3 separate regions of the Zea mays genome follow, and all the other regions are linked to region 1. A link is a contact called in public Hi-C data. All regions are on one chromosome and are shown on one strand. Each heading gives the region's core, a stretch centred on a gene start, on an enhancer-like site or on the middle of the called end of the contact. The rest is flanking DNA. Distances are from core to core; before and after follow the strand shown. Region 1 holds the start of LOC100381537 (putative AGC protein kinase family protein). Region 2 holds the start of LOC100275494. Region 3 holds the start of LOC100193229 (peroxisome assembly factor 1).

Evidence for each region. A called contact is a pair of places that touch in the nucleus more often than the background predicts.
Region 2: a Hi-C map of ear shows a contact between it and region 1, with 2.5 times the contacts expected there. The contact joins the promoter of LOC100275494 here to the promoter of LOC100381537 in region 1. A contact is called at or near these places in 2 of 25 Hi-C or Micro-C datasets (ear and leaf mesophyll).
Region 3: a contact with region 1 is called in a Hi-C map of endosperm, with 3 times the contacts expected there. The contact joins the promoter of LOC100193229 here to the promoter of LOC100381537 in region 1. A contact is called at or near these places in 2 of 25 Hi-C or Micro-C datasets (endosperm and tassel) and 1 of 3 datasets of contacts at active chromatin or transcription factors (leaf).

The regions. Positions count from the first base shown.
Region 1 is chr1:176,878,042-176,882,166 of Zm-B73-REFERENCE-NAM-5.0, forward strand. LOC100381537 (putative AGC protein kinase family protein) reads right to left here and starts at 2,205. Exons shown (of 14, transcript NM_001174366.1): 1 at 1,672-2,205; 2 at 638-812; 3 at 369-452; 4 at 49-290. The coding sequence starts at 1,913. LOC100383022 (Transducin/WD40 repeat-like superfamily protein) reads left to right here and starts at 2,891. Exons shown (of 16, transcript NM_001329466.1): 1 at 2,891-3,064; 2 at 3,157-3,351; 3 at 3,479-3,649; 4 at 3,891-4,125. The coding sequence starts at 2,945.
Region 2 is chr1:176,182,592-176,186,716 of Zm-B73-REFERENCE-NAM-5.0, forward strand. LOC100275494 reads right to left here and starts at 2,208. Exons shown (of 12, transcript NM_001360671.1): 1 at 1,936-2,208; 2 at 1,641-1,859; 3 at 1,067-1,126; 4 at 639-701. The coding sequence starts at 2,097.
Region 3 is chr1:176,257,879-176,262,003 of Zm-B73-REFERENCE-NAM-5.0, forward strand. LOC100193229 (peroxisome assembly factor 1) reads left to right here and starts at 2,152. Exons shown (of 9, transcript NM_001371637.1): 1 at 2,152-2,284; 2 at 2,413-2,546; 3 at 3,274-3,387; 4 at 3,497-3,653. The coding sequence starts at 2,433.

The DNA of each region.
Region 1 (4,125 bases), core at 955-3,454:
TAAATAACTGCGATTAGATATATAGTGGTGCTTATTATTGAACGTTACCTATGAATATAAATGCGTTTGTGAATAGATTCAATTGCTAGTATTGTCTCTGCAACATAAAACTTAGATTCGTCCTCAGTCAGTGTGTCCTTGCGCATGAGTAAAGTCATCATGTCACCACCAGGAAGGTACTCCATAATGAGGTACAGAAACTCATCATCTTGAAATGAGCAGTACAGCTTAACAATGTAAGGACTATCAACCTCTGCAAGGAGGTCCCTTTCAGCTCTGACATGTTCAACCTAAAAACAATGCATTGGAGAAAATAGAAGTTAGCTCGATAACACAGTACAGTTACTAGAGTTAACATCATGGAATACCTGCCCTCTTCGTAACATTTCGGACTTCTTAAGCTTTTTCATTGCATACACATTGGATGTAGCTTTTTCTCTACAAAGTCTCACCTGCAAAATATTATAATGGGGTAAGCTGCAGGCAGACACAGAAAACAGACATTGTCTCTTTAGAGACCTGCATGTATTTCACAAGAAAACTTTCTCTCGAAGTATTGAGTAAACTGTTGTTCATTACAGAACACGAACACCCAACTATATATTGTATCAAAGAGGATGACTCAAATATTTGTTACCTCCCCAAATGCACCTCTCCCAATAATGGTAAGCAATTCAAAGTCATCAACGCCCATTTTATGCCTTCGTAGGCGCATGTATTCTGTCTCCTTTTTTTCTAAATCTTTCAGGATATTGTTTTGCTCTTCTTCAGATACATCTGCATCTGCTAGTTTCCTCTCCAACATCCAACGCCTAGAATATTGGTTGATATCAACATGGGTTGCAGCAAACTTAGCCAGAACTCAACAATGTATAGCAGAAGCATGATCCCAAAAACAATATACAGCAGCAGTTTAATAAGGCCTACAGAAGTCCTAAAGAAGAAGAGTTGTCAAGTGTAACTTATGGGCAAAAGAGAAATGTGAATAGTCAAGAAAATAAGTCGACCGATCGACCCTGCAAGAGTGTGGTGCTAAGACCCATACGAATACAGATAGAACATCTATATTCATACCAAAGTACAGAAGCAGACTGCAAGGTGTACTTACTTCCATAATCCATAATTCTATATGAAGCTGTATCTGCTAACAGTGCTCATGCAGACTAATGGGGGCACTAAAATAAAGTTGGGGCTAATTTCAGCAGTCAACTGGTTACAATTTATTCCCTTCTCTATGGGCAGATTTTATCCTCATTCTTGACCATATAAGTTGATAATTATGTATGGTATGTTCCACCTTGTTGGGTTAATCTGTTTTCTCATTGCAAAAGAAAATAATGAGACTAAAATGGAGGGACTAATCTTTAGTCCCTGGAACCAAACAGACCCTTAGCAATTTTGTAAGTATTTGCAAACAGATAAAATGTTAATAGGCCTACAGAACCCGGCTCCCCTAAAAATGGCATAGACAAGCTGATAATAGTAAATGATGAATGATCACTTAGCAATTACTAGAAGACCGAGGCCAACTGCCCAGCTCAAAGTTACATCACTTGATAAATATAGCGATTTGCCAGCACTGAGCCCCCTCAAATCACCCAGGCACACGCGCATTGCCATCACACCAGGAAGGAAAGTGGAGTGGAGTGGAGTGGAGTGGAGTGGACTGACCTCTCCTTGCGCTCCTGAAGCGACTTCATCTGCGACTTGTAGTGGTTCTCGATGTACTGCTTCGCCGCCGCCACCTTCTGCTTGGTGGCGCTAGACAGCGCCTCCTCCCCCGCCGCGGCGGCCATCCTCGCGGAGTTGCCGGCGCCACCGTTGGGCGACGCCGGCGCCGGCGTCTTGGCGCCCCGCTCTCTGTCCTTGTCCCGCGGCTGCAGCTTCTGGAGCCAGCTCCGGGCGGAATCCATGGGGCGGGCCCGCGAGTGTCGGCGGCGGCGGGATCGGATCAGCGCCGAGGGGGTGGCATTGGCAGGTGCGGGGATTGAGTTGAGTCAGAAGCTTGGTGTCCCGCCCGCGCCCGCGCGGGATCTCCGGATCTGGTAGTTGCACTAGGGTTCGACGCGGGAGGCACGGGCACGAGCGCCGCCGCGATTTGCTCGGGGTAAACTCGCGCTCCAAGCAAGTGGGCACTGCTGCTGGTGGTGGGCTTCGATTCCGCTTCGATTCGCAGCTGCTGGCTGCTGGCTGGCTGCCTGCCTGCTGCCGACTGCCGTGCTGCGACTGCGAGAGAAGAGAAAATCACGCGCCGTCCACGTTGGCCGAGATAAAATAAGAAAGATTGGGATGCCCAATTATTATTACGACGTGCTGCCTGTTTCTGTTTCGCGTGGCAACTTTCAAAAGACGCGCGAGGGCGCGTGTTTCGTGTTTACGTATAAAAAACCGAATCGTAAGACTCTTAATTTTATATTATAAGATTTAAGGATCGGATCGGATTAGGATCGGATCTTATTTCTATTTATTTTTGAACTAAAATTTATTTAGGGCCCTACTATTTTGTGAAGAACCATTTGGATCGCGATCCATTACCACCCCTACGTAAGAGCATCTCAGACGGATAAAAAAAGTTAGAAAATTAAATTTGTATCAGAAATTCTAAATCTAATCTAAAGTATGATATAAGGATAAGGATAACACTGTGAGCCTTGGCCTTGGACATCATTCTTGCAAGCTACCCTAAGGCCTAATCCAGCCCGGCCTCATCGACAGGGACAAAGGAGCTCGGCTCGGCCCAGTCCATTATCCTACAGCCCAAATACGAAGCGGGTTTAGGCCCGTTAACCCGTTCAGAGCCACTCTTCGCCAGTTCGCCTCGGCAAACAAGGCCCCAAAACCCTACTACTCTGTCGAGCCAGCGCCGTCTCCCTCCCCCACTCCATTCCCACTCGGACTTGGACCCCAAAACCCTAGCGGCTAGCGCCTCCTCGCCGTCACCGCCATGATCACCGGCGGCCAGAGCTACGTCTCGGCGCCGCCGGCCTTCTCGGCCGACGGGCGCCTCCTCCTCGTCTGCTCCGGTCGCGCCGTCTCCGTCTTCAGCACCGCCACCGCCATGCTAGTAAGCCCGGCCCCGTGCGCCGCCGTCTTCGATGAAGGAAATTTGTTGAGGTGCGGGTTGTGACTGTTGTCGGGGGTTTTGGTGTGTCGCAGGTGTCGGAGCTGGAGGGGCACGAGGGGGACGTCACCGCCGTGGTGGTGGTGGCGCCGCCAGCGCAGGCGACCGCGGCGGCCAAGCTTGCGAGCTACTGCTGGACGGCGGGGCTCGACGGGGTGCTCATCTACTGGGACTTCTTGGCCGCGGAGGTGATGCGGAAGGTCCAGGTTGGGCTCCCCGTCCACTCCATGGTAAGCTCAACCTGCTGCCTCCTCGATTTCTGTTGCTCTGGTTATCATTAGTTTGTATTCTGAGCTGAGAAAAATCGAGATTACATGTGCCAATGTGCGTGCTTGTGATTTGATTCCGTGAGTGCAGGTGGTTCCTGACATATATAGGACCTCAAAAGGAGTTGAGGTGTCGAGCCCCTTTGCATTCATCTCTGTGGAGGATACGAGTAAGCTGGCAAGTGAACCAAAAGCGCTGTGTGGGCAGATGAGAGTTTATGACCTGACAAAGGGGCGCCAAGTGGGTGGCCTCCTGGCCGAGGTGAGAAGCTTTATAATAAATCTTTGTCACTCAATATCTGTCAATTTCCACATAATAAATCTTGGTCTTTAATGTACTTTATATTGACGGTTATGCTTGCTGATGCTCTTGGTATTTGAATCGAATATAATAAGTTTTCAAATTTCAATTATAAAGTACAGAATTATGTTGAATATGTGTCACTTCTGTTTTTTAATGTTACAACCTTGCTTCCATGAACTATTTGCTCTGATCTAAACAGACACGTAAACCAGAAAAGATCGTTGCAAGTAGTTCTGGAGAATTCTTGGGCATTACAAATAAAAGAAAGCTCCATATATGGCGCATACCAACAAAAGATTTCAAGCCTGACAAGATAAGGAAGATAAAGCTCCGGCACACCAAACACTTGACCACTCTGGCATTCCATCCAACTGAGAGAACTGTGGCTGGTGGTGATGTAACAGGGCGGATCCTGATTTGGAGATGTTTTGGAA
Region 2 (4,125 bases), core at 958-3,457, 700 kb before region 1:
CCAGGGCCAGCTAGAGCTACCCCGAAAGGGGCCTAAATATATAGAGTAATAGACAAGAAGAAAGGAAAAGGAAACAATTGGCAGCACATAAACTAGCTACAGCAACCAGGTAACATTTTGAATGGTTAATTATGGGGCAACTCAAAATGTGGACATGTGGTTACCAGATCACAACACCTGAGGAAGTTACCACTGAACTGTGTGTATTCAGATCTATACACCCTTGTTTTAATGTTATTTTTTCAACTTTCACTTTTAGACATGCAAGTAATAATTAAGACAGTGGCATTGGAGTTGTCACCTCTACAAGTACTATTAAATATTAATACACATGGAATGATGTGCAGAGCTATATTTCATCTACTAGCACAAAAAGGGATTGCCACTTGCCACCTTGTCCTAAAAATCCATTTAATAGGGTTCTTGTAAAACTCTATTTAGTCTGGTATACTCAGGCAACAACTCAAGTGCTTAACACTCATTTATAATTTTATATCAAGGACTAACAATATGAATTGATAACTAGAAGAGAATCAACAATAACAGTAGTGTGATCCAAAATTGCATATAGTATATAAACAGTCTATGATTTTGTGATCAGCAACAATAAAGGGTACAAACTACAGAACTGAACTTACACTAGATGTTCTGTCGGATATTCCATCAACATCAAAGAACAAAGCACCAGGGATATGGGCCACCTAGAAACAAGATTGAATCATTAGAACATCCACATTATACTTTCAGTTATGGACCTATCATTTCCCATAATGGACAGGTTAGGTACAGTTGCTAGTATATACTAGGGTTGGTACACCTGATAATTATATCATATCCTAATGTAGCAGTTTAGGTATGATGTGCCTACTGATAAGCATTCCCCTGTAGTGAGTGACACACTGAGGAAATAACTTGGAAGTTTAGATGCACCGGGATTTGATTCACCAAAAAAATAATTAGATCAATAAAAATGTGTACAAAATCATCAGAGAAATGCAAGTCAATGGCATACTAGTTAGCATAAGAATCCACAAATCCTAGCTGCAAAAACAAGCTGAATGAATACCTGGTACTCTTGTAATGGATTCCTTTGTTCTGCAGGCATATACCAAGAGGCATCAAGTACCTAGACAGAAGTGTAAGGTTAACAAATGGTGGATCAGAAGAAAGACACATTTGACAGAACGAGGCGTAACTGGTAACTAAATCCCATCGTTGTAGTTAAATTTGCGAATGTACGTTTTATCGTTTTATTACTGATCATGGTAAGTCTATACCACAGTGTCAAACAAGCCTAAATATTCTGAGCAGCGCTGATTGTGAAGATTAAAAAGTAAGTGAAAGCCCCAGCTTTCCGGTTGAACTGTAGTAGAAGCACATTAACCACTTATTCGAAATTAAGGTGCCTATTTTCTTCTTAGACAGCTTAGGTCCATCTAATGACAAGACTCCGATAGATTATGTCAGATAAGTCTAACTCTAACCATAGAGGTCGTTACTAAGATGGCAATCAATAGCTACTAATACTGTGTTTGACTTGTCAAATTGCAAGTCACGCGTTGTGCAAGTAATAATTCACAGACCAGGCAGAGATCGCCCCAGTCCAGCACTGACTACTACTGAGAGAGAGCTACACGCACCTTGACGTCGGGGTCCTTGAGGTTGGCGTGGAGCCACTCGGCCGACACCACGGGCTCCGTCGGGGGCACTGTGTGGACGCCGGTGGCCTCGGACACCGCGGACGAAGACGACGTGGCGTTGCACCGCGCCGCGATCCCGAACGCGCCCAGCAGTGGCGACGGGCCGCACCGGGGCCCACCGGCGCCCTCCGCCGCGCGCGCCGCCCACCCGACCCGACCCTGCACGCGCGAGAACCGAGGACCACATCAGATTGAGGAGGATCGAGGCGGCGGCAAAGCGGCGGGGGTTTACGACCGCGAGGGGCGTAGCGGCGGTGATGATGATGATGAGTAGTAGTAGGGGAGGAAGGAGGGTTTCCTTGGGGAGGGAGGCCCGAGCGAGGAGGTGGTTCGGCCGGGCCGCGCCGCGCAGCGCCGCGGCGGCAGCGGCGGCGCGGGAGAGGAGGGAGGCCGCCATGGTTGGGTAGGGTTCTGGACGGGGTTCTAGAAGGTTCGTGAAGGAGGAGATGGGTGGGGTTGTTGTCGTGGAGACTGGAGAGGAAGAAGGGAGGTGGATGGGTTTTGATGTCGACGTGGCGATGGCGCTCTGTACAGGTGATTGAATGGAATCCTCGTCAATCCGCGGCTCCGGACTCCGGTGGGCAGCCTCCACCCGGACTTTTTGAAACCACGGGTCGTAATTACCGAATGTTTGTTGTGATTTTCTCGCTTAAGATAAGTTGTACCTTAATTACTTTACTTGAGTCGTAATTACTGAGCAAATTTAAATAAGATGGTCATGATTACAATATTTTTAAACTAATTAATATTAACGATATATTATACATTCATATAGTCTGCCCCAGCCTACTGCTAAATGGTCTTTCTGCAGTTCTTTTACGTGTACAGAACAGATTAACCTTTACCAGTCGAATAAAATGCAAAAACTTACAAACATGTCTAAACTTTCGGGGTCCAACAAACAAACCTGACGGCTGTTTGACCTACTACAGCTATCCATATAAAAACACTAAGGGCTAATTTAGGAACCATATTTTTCCAAGAAATTTTCAATTTTTCTAAGAAAAAATAGTTATTGTTCCTTGGAAAAATAGAAATTCAATGAGAAAAATGGAGTTCCCAAAGTAGCCCTAACGGTACGAATTAAAGTCAACCAAACAGATTCTAAATCATCAGACCAACTCCTAGCCTGCACAAGGGTATGATTAGCCTTGACTTCAATCAGCACCATATGCAATACATGACTTCAATTATTCATTAAACTTCCAACCCCGACGGAGATATTCATATATATTCCTAAACACAAGATCATTCCGAGTTAGGCAAAGTCTTCAGATCAGAAATCAAGTCAAATCTTGAGAGATAGAGAGAATCCTCTGAGAGAACAGCACCGGTTTGGTCAGCTCATCTTCTTCTCTCTCAAAAGCCTCAGCATGAATGAGTGCTGCAACTGCAAGAGGCCGGCTGATCCAGGAAACTTGAGCACATTCTGTAACCTTCCGGCTTCTCTCTGGAGACGTTTGACTAGCACCTTGCCTCCCGTCACCACGTTGACATTTGCGTCATTAATTTGAGTTTTCTCTACCACTGTCTTGGTGGCTTCTAAAATCTGCGTACGAGGACTCTATCGTAGTTAGAGTCGTGTGATTCTATTATTTTTAATGAAACAACTATCAAGTCGTGTTCTCAGTGTTGGATTTATAGGCTAGACCCAATTGACAAATTCAATTAAATCATAGAAAAATCTTAAAAGCCCATGTATAGGTATGACTAGAAAATGATGAAACAATTAGTAGCATATTGCTAGTACAAGTGGAGTGGAACTAGTTTAAATATGGAGGCTACACTCACTCACCAAGTCATGGATGAGAGAAGAGAGTGTGGAGAACCACATGTGCGCGCTCTCGCTCTTCTGGCGGGGGCGGGACGCGGGCGCACGACATGCGCGTGAATGGTCCGTCGAAATCCAGCCCCTCGCCTTACGGGGGTGCGGCTCTCTTGGTTGCTTGGCTGTTAAGTTTAGTTATTGGTTCGCGGACTCGGCCCTATGCCTGGCAGCCAGCGTCAAACCCATCCCAATTTTCGCCTCTACTCACAACTACGTCGCCTTTGTAGTTCTCTTCATCCCGACCGTCGACGTGCATCTGCGTTCGGGAGAGCATGTCTCTGAAACCCTTCACCTTCGAGATCCTGCACCGGGAGAGGGCGAATAAGATTTTTGGGAATCGTCCTCACGCTACTGCTCGCGATCTTGTCGTCGACTGTAACACCCGGACTTTAAGGAACAAAGCCGGGTGCATCTCATATATGCGCCAGAGAAAACAACACATATAATAACAGAGTGCATAGAGATAAATGTCATAAATATCATAAATGTACTTATTACATAGCGGAAGTATTACAAAAATAAATGATAAAATAAAGCGAACTATATATTATTTCCTGGCGCCACAAAGCTGACTAGGAGACGCCACCTAAATCAAGT
Region 3 (4,125 bases), core at 902-3,401, 620 kb before region 1:
AAGGGGGCGTTGGATGGTGACGTAGGAGGTACCTGGATGGAGAGGGCAGCCGCGGCGGCACAACAAAGGTGTCTGTGGAGCTGGTTCTCCTCGGAGACCTTCTGCAGCAGCGTGTCACATGTGATCTCCTTCGTGCTGGACCCCCATAGGGACACCTATAGAAGTGGAAAAGCAATAGTGAGATAGCGAGGGAGGGAGGGGGCTACGGAGGGCGAGAGGAAGGAGGTGGGGAGGGACCTGGCGGTTGCCGGTGGGGGCACCGACATCGCTGGCGGATAGAGGATGCAGGTAGGTGGTTGACGGTCGCGGATGGCGGGTGCGGTTCCTGTTGTTGCCGGCGCCCTCGGTGTAGTGGCCCTTGGCCCAGTTGTTGCCGGCGCCGGACTGGAAGACGAAATTGTCGGGGCGGAAGATCTGGCCGAAGGGGCCCGAGCGCACGGAGTCCATGGTGCCGGGCTCGAGGTCCATGAGGAGTTGAGGACGGCGCGTGTGCCAGCAACCGAGCGGGTCCTCCACCATCTCCTGCACCGCGCGCTGCACCACCGATCCAACGGCGTGGCTAGGTGGCGCAACCGTCGATCCGAAGGGGAGCCATGGCCCAGCGAGGAGACAATGTCGGTTGGAGCAGGGCACGGGCGGAGGCGCCAGGGAGCGGGATGCGGTATCCAGGGGCGGCAAGCGCCGCTAGGGTTTCGTGCCCAACAAGGCGGCGGTGATGGCAGGTCCAGCGAGGCGTGGGAACGGAGTCTTGGGGAGGTCCAGAGCGAGGGAGAGGGTGCGCCCGACGGCGGAGGTGGAGGCGGAGGGAGGGAGCGGTTGCCAGCGTGCGGAGGAGAACTGCGAACGGGAGGGGGCAGAGGGAGCTTCGCGTGGACGGGGAAGGGGCAGACGGGAGGCGACGCACGCACGACGGCTGACGGGCGACGCACGCAAAACAACGATGTGGGATGGACGGTGGAGATTGAGGATCGGCAGAACGGCAGAACGTAAGGGAGGCAGACTACTCTTACCTTCTTAATAAGTAGTACATATTTGTCTCATGGTGTTCCAGGGTCCAAGGATAAAGATATTATCAATATTTCTAGAGAAAGAGAAAGTAAAGTCACATCTTCAGTCTATGCAGGCTGTTTATTCAGTTTATTCAGTTTCAGTCAATAAGGCTTAGCTTGTAGTGTGTGTGGTCTGAAGCTTGCATGTGCATGTAGAGACTGTTTCTTCGACTTGTGCAGACTGTGCAGTTTTCAACTTGTTTCTTCAGTTGTTTAAGATTGTGCAGACATGTGCTCGTCTCTACTTTGTCAAAAAAAGATAGCGTTATTCAGACTGCAGTTTTCAGCTTGTTTGTTGATTGGGTTTATTCAGTTTTCAGTTTTGAGATAGCGTTATTCAGTTTTCAGTTTTTAGATAGTGTTATTCAGTTTTCAGTTTTCAGATTATTATGGAATAAACGAACAAATATTTGTTGATTGAGTTTAGGGATTGAATTCCTCAATGGATTGGGTGGAAAGCTTGATTCATCCAAACCATATATGAAAAAAATACAGCCCCATAAAATTCCTATGGTGCCGAACAGGGCCAAGATTCTGTTAAGACTGGGTTGGGAATTTACTTGTGCTATAGGCCCTGTTTGGCACAACTTATTTTCAGCTTATTCACAAATTTAAGCCGAAGTTCTGCCAAACAGATAGCTTCTGCAGCAGCTTATCAGTTCAGCTGCTTCTCCAAATGAACTAAAAGCAATAAGCAGAAGCTGCTTTTTACCAGCTTATCAGATAAGCTGCTTTTTCAACAAGCAGCAGCTGTACCAAACAGGGCCATAATAGCTTCCCCACGTGAGAGATGCCCAAGGAATGTCTTCTTTGTTGAAGAATTTGTAAACATACATGATAGATAAATTAGAATACCATATGTCTCATTATATTTCGTGCCCATGGTCTTATTGGATAATCTTATCAGGGCTAATTTAGAAAATCTATTTTCTCAACGAAATTCTATTTTTCCAAAAAAATTAGTTTATATTTTAAAAAAATAGAAATCACTTGGAAAAAAATATAGTTCTCAAACAGATTCCCTTATGCCCTCAACAGATTCCCTTTTTTCAACAGTTTTTTTTGAGGCAGACAACATGCACCCCCCCACCCCGCACCCAACCCCACAAAAAAAAAGGCCGTGTAAAAAAGGGAAAAAGAAAAAACCAGAGCAACGCAGCCGCAGGCTGGGTGAGCGGCGCGGGTCTTCGTCGGCCGGCCCCTTCACCGGTGGCGAGCATCCACCAGACCACCAGGTACGCCCCCACTCCTTTCGCTTCCCTGTGCGGAACCGAGGCACCCCAAATCTAAATCTACACTTTCCGATTCGCAACCGTTACATGCATATTATACCCAGTAATTACAATTTCACCCCTCCAAACAGTGGATGCGCCCCTGCCCCCCATGCCCCAGGTCGAGTCGGCCACTGCCTCGGAGGCGCCGCCGCCGCAGGACGCATGGCTCGTCGAGCTCGGCAGTCGCCTCCCGCAGTGGGAGTCGCTGCGGGATTCCTCCAAGGTACAGTCTACAGATGCCCCTGTTTTCTCCCATCCTAGGGTTTGTTCTGCTGTATGGTAGCGCTTTGAGATGCCACATAATTTCTAAGTTCTACGTGATGTGAGGTGCTGGAGATGGAGACTCGAAATCCCTCGCAAGCATATGGGATTTTAGTTTCCCCGAGGGCGAGGTCAACTAATTTGATTATTGCTAATTGTCGCTAGATTTTCTGTTCTGGGTATGGTTTTGCTTATGTAGATAGGTATGGAATGTCTCAAGCACTCGGAGGCATTATTTAGTTGTGAATTATGATGGTTGTTAATTCTGGTGTTGCTGCTGGCTCCTGGTTCTTCATTTTACTAACATGAAAAGGCTTAGAGGTTCTTAAGTAAAACAAGTTTTGCGATTGTCTGTCAGAACAGGCAGTGGCGGACCCAGGATTTCTTCAAGTCTAGGCAAATCGAGAACTAGGCAAGACAATGATGCTTGCAGTTGCAGGCCCTGAGAACAAGCATGATGCTTGCAGTTGCAGGCACCTAGCGCACTTAGGGGGTGTTTGGTTCCCAACTACTAAACTTTAGAACTTTTAGTCCCTAAAATAGGCAAATAGCAAACAGGGTGAGTAAAATAGCTCTTCCAAATAGGATTTATAGGGACTATAGTTTAGTCCCTAAAGTTTAGTAGGGTGACTAAAGGAACCAAACACCCCCTTAATTTGGGATGTAATGCCATTTTTTTTCTTACGCAGGTCATTATCCCGATTTCAATATCTAGGGTGAACCAGTTTGATGCTGCAAGGCTAGATGTTGAGATGTCGGCCATGTTGAAAGAGCAGCTAGTCAAAGTGTTCTCTTTGATGAAGGTGCTTGCTTTATTAACTTTGCTGATTTTTGTGTTGTTTGAGGCTTGCATAGAACTTAAGTGTGCTGCTAACTGTTGCTTTCAGTTTTGATGCCTTCTTTTCATATCAGCCAGGACTCTTATTCCAATATGAGCCTGAACTTGATGCTTTCCTTGAGTTCCTCATCTGGAGGTTCTCAATTTGGGCTGACAAGCCTACCCCTGGCAATGCACTGATGAACCTGAGGTACAGAGATGAGCGGGCAGCACCCATCACTGGAAAAGAAGGTATCTCTATCAAAGTTTATTTCAATATTTTTCTGACAGCCACTACCAGGGGGCATAGGAACTAGGATGTGCATCACTGCATTGTTTTTCTTACTGCTGCACACAATTAGAAAGTTACTAGTTTATCTCATAATCTGTTAGTTCGTTATTACTCATGATTAGTTGAGTATCTTTATTATTGTAAAAAAGTTGCATATGTTTAATATTCTTTGTTTATGGATATGCTCCTTAGTATTCATGTCTTCCACCATCTACATAAAAGATAGGACTGTCACAATGTATCCTTTATGTTCAAACAATGAAAATGGCTAACCATCTGCATTCTCTTGTCTAAAGTTTTCTTCATCTATGTCCATCCTCTTATGTTCAAGTGTCTCTTCCCCTCAATATGCACCCTTTTGCTCCCCTTATCATATTTACATGAACACATCAAATTACAGCTTGGTTGGAGCTTTTTTTTTGCATTGCATGC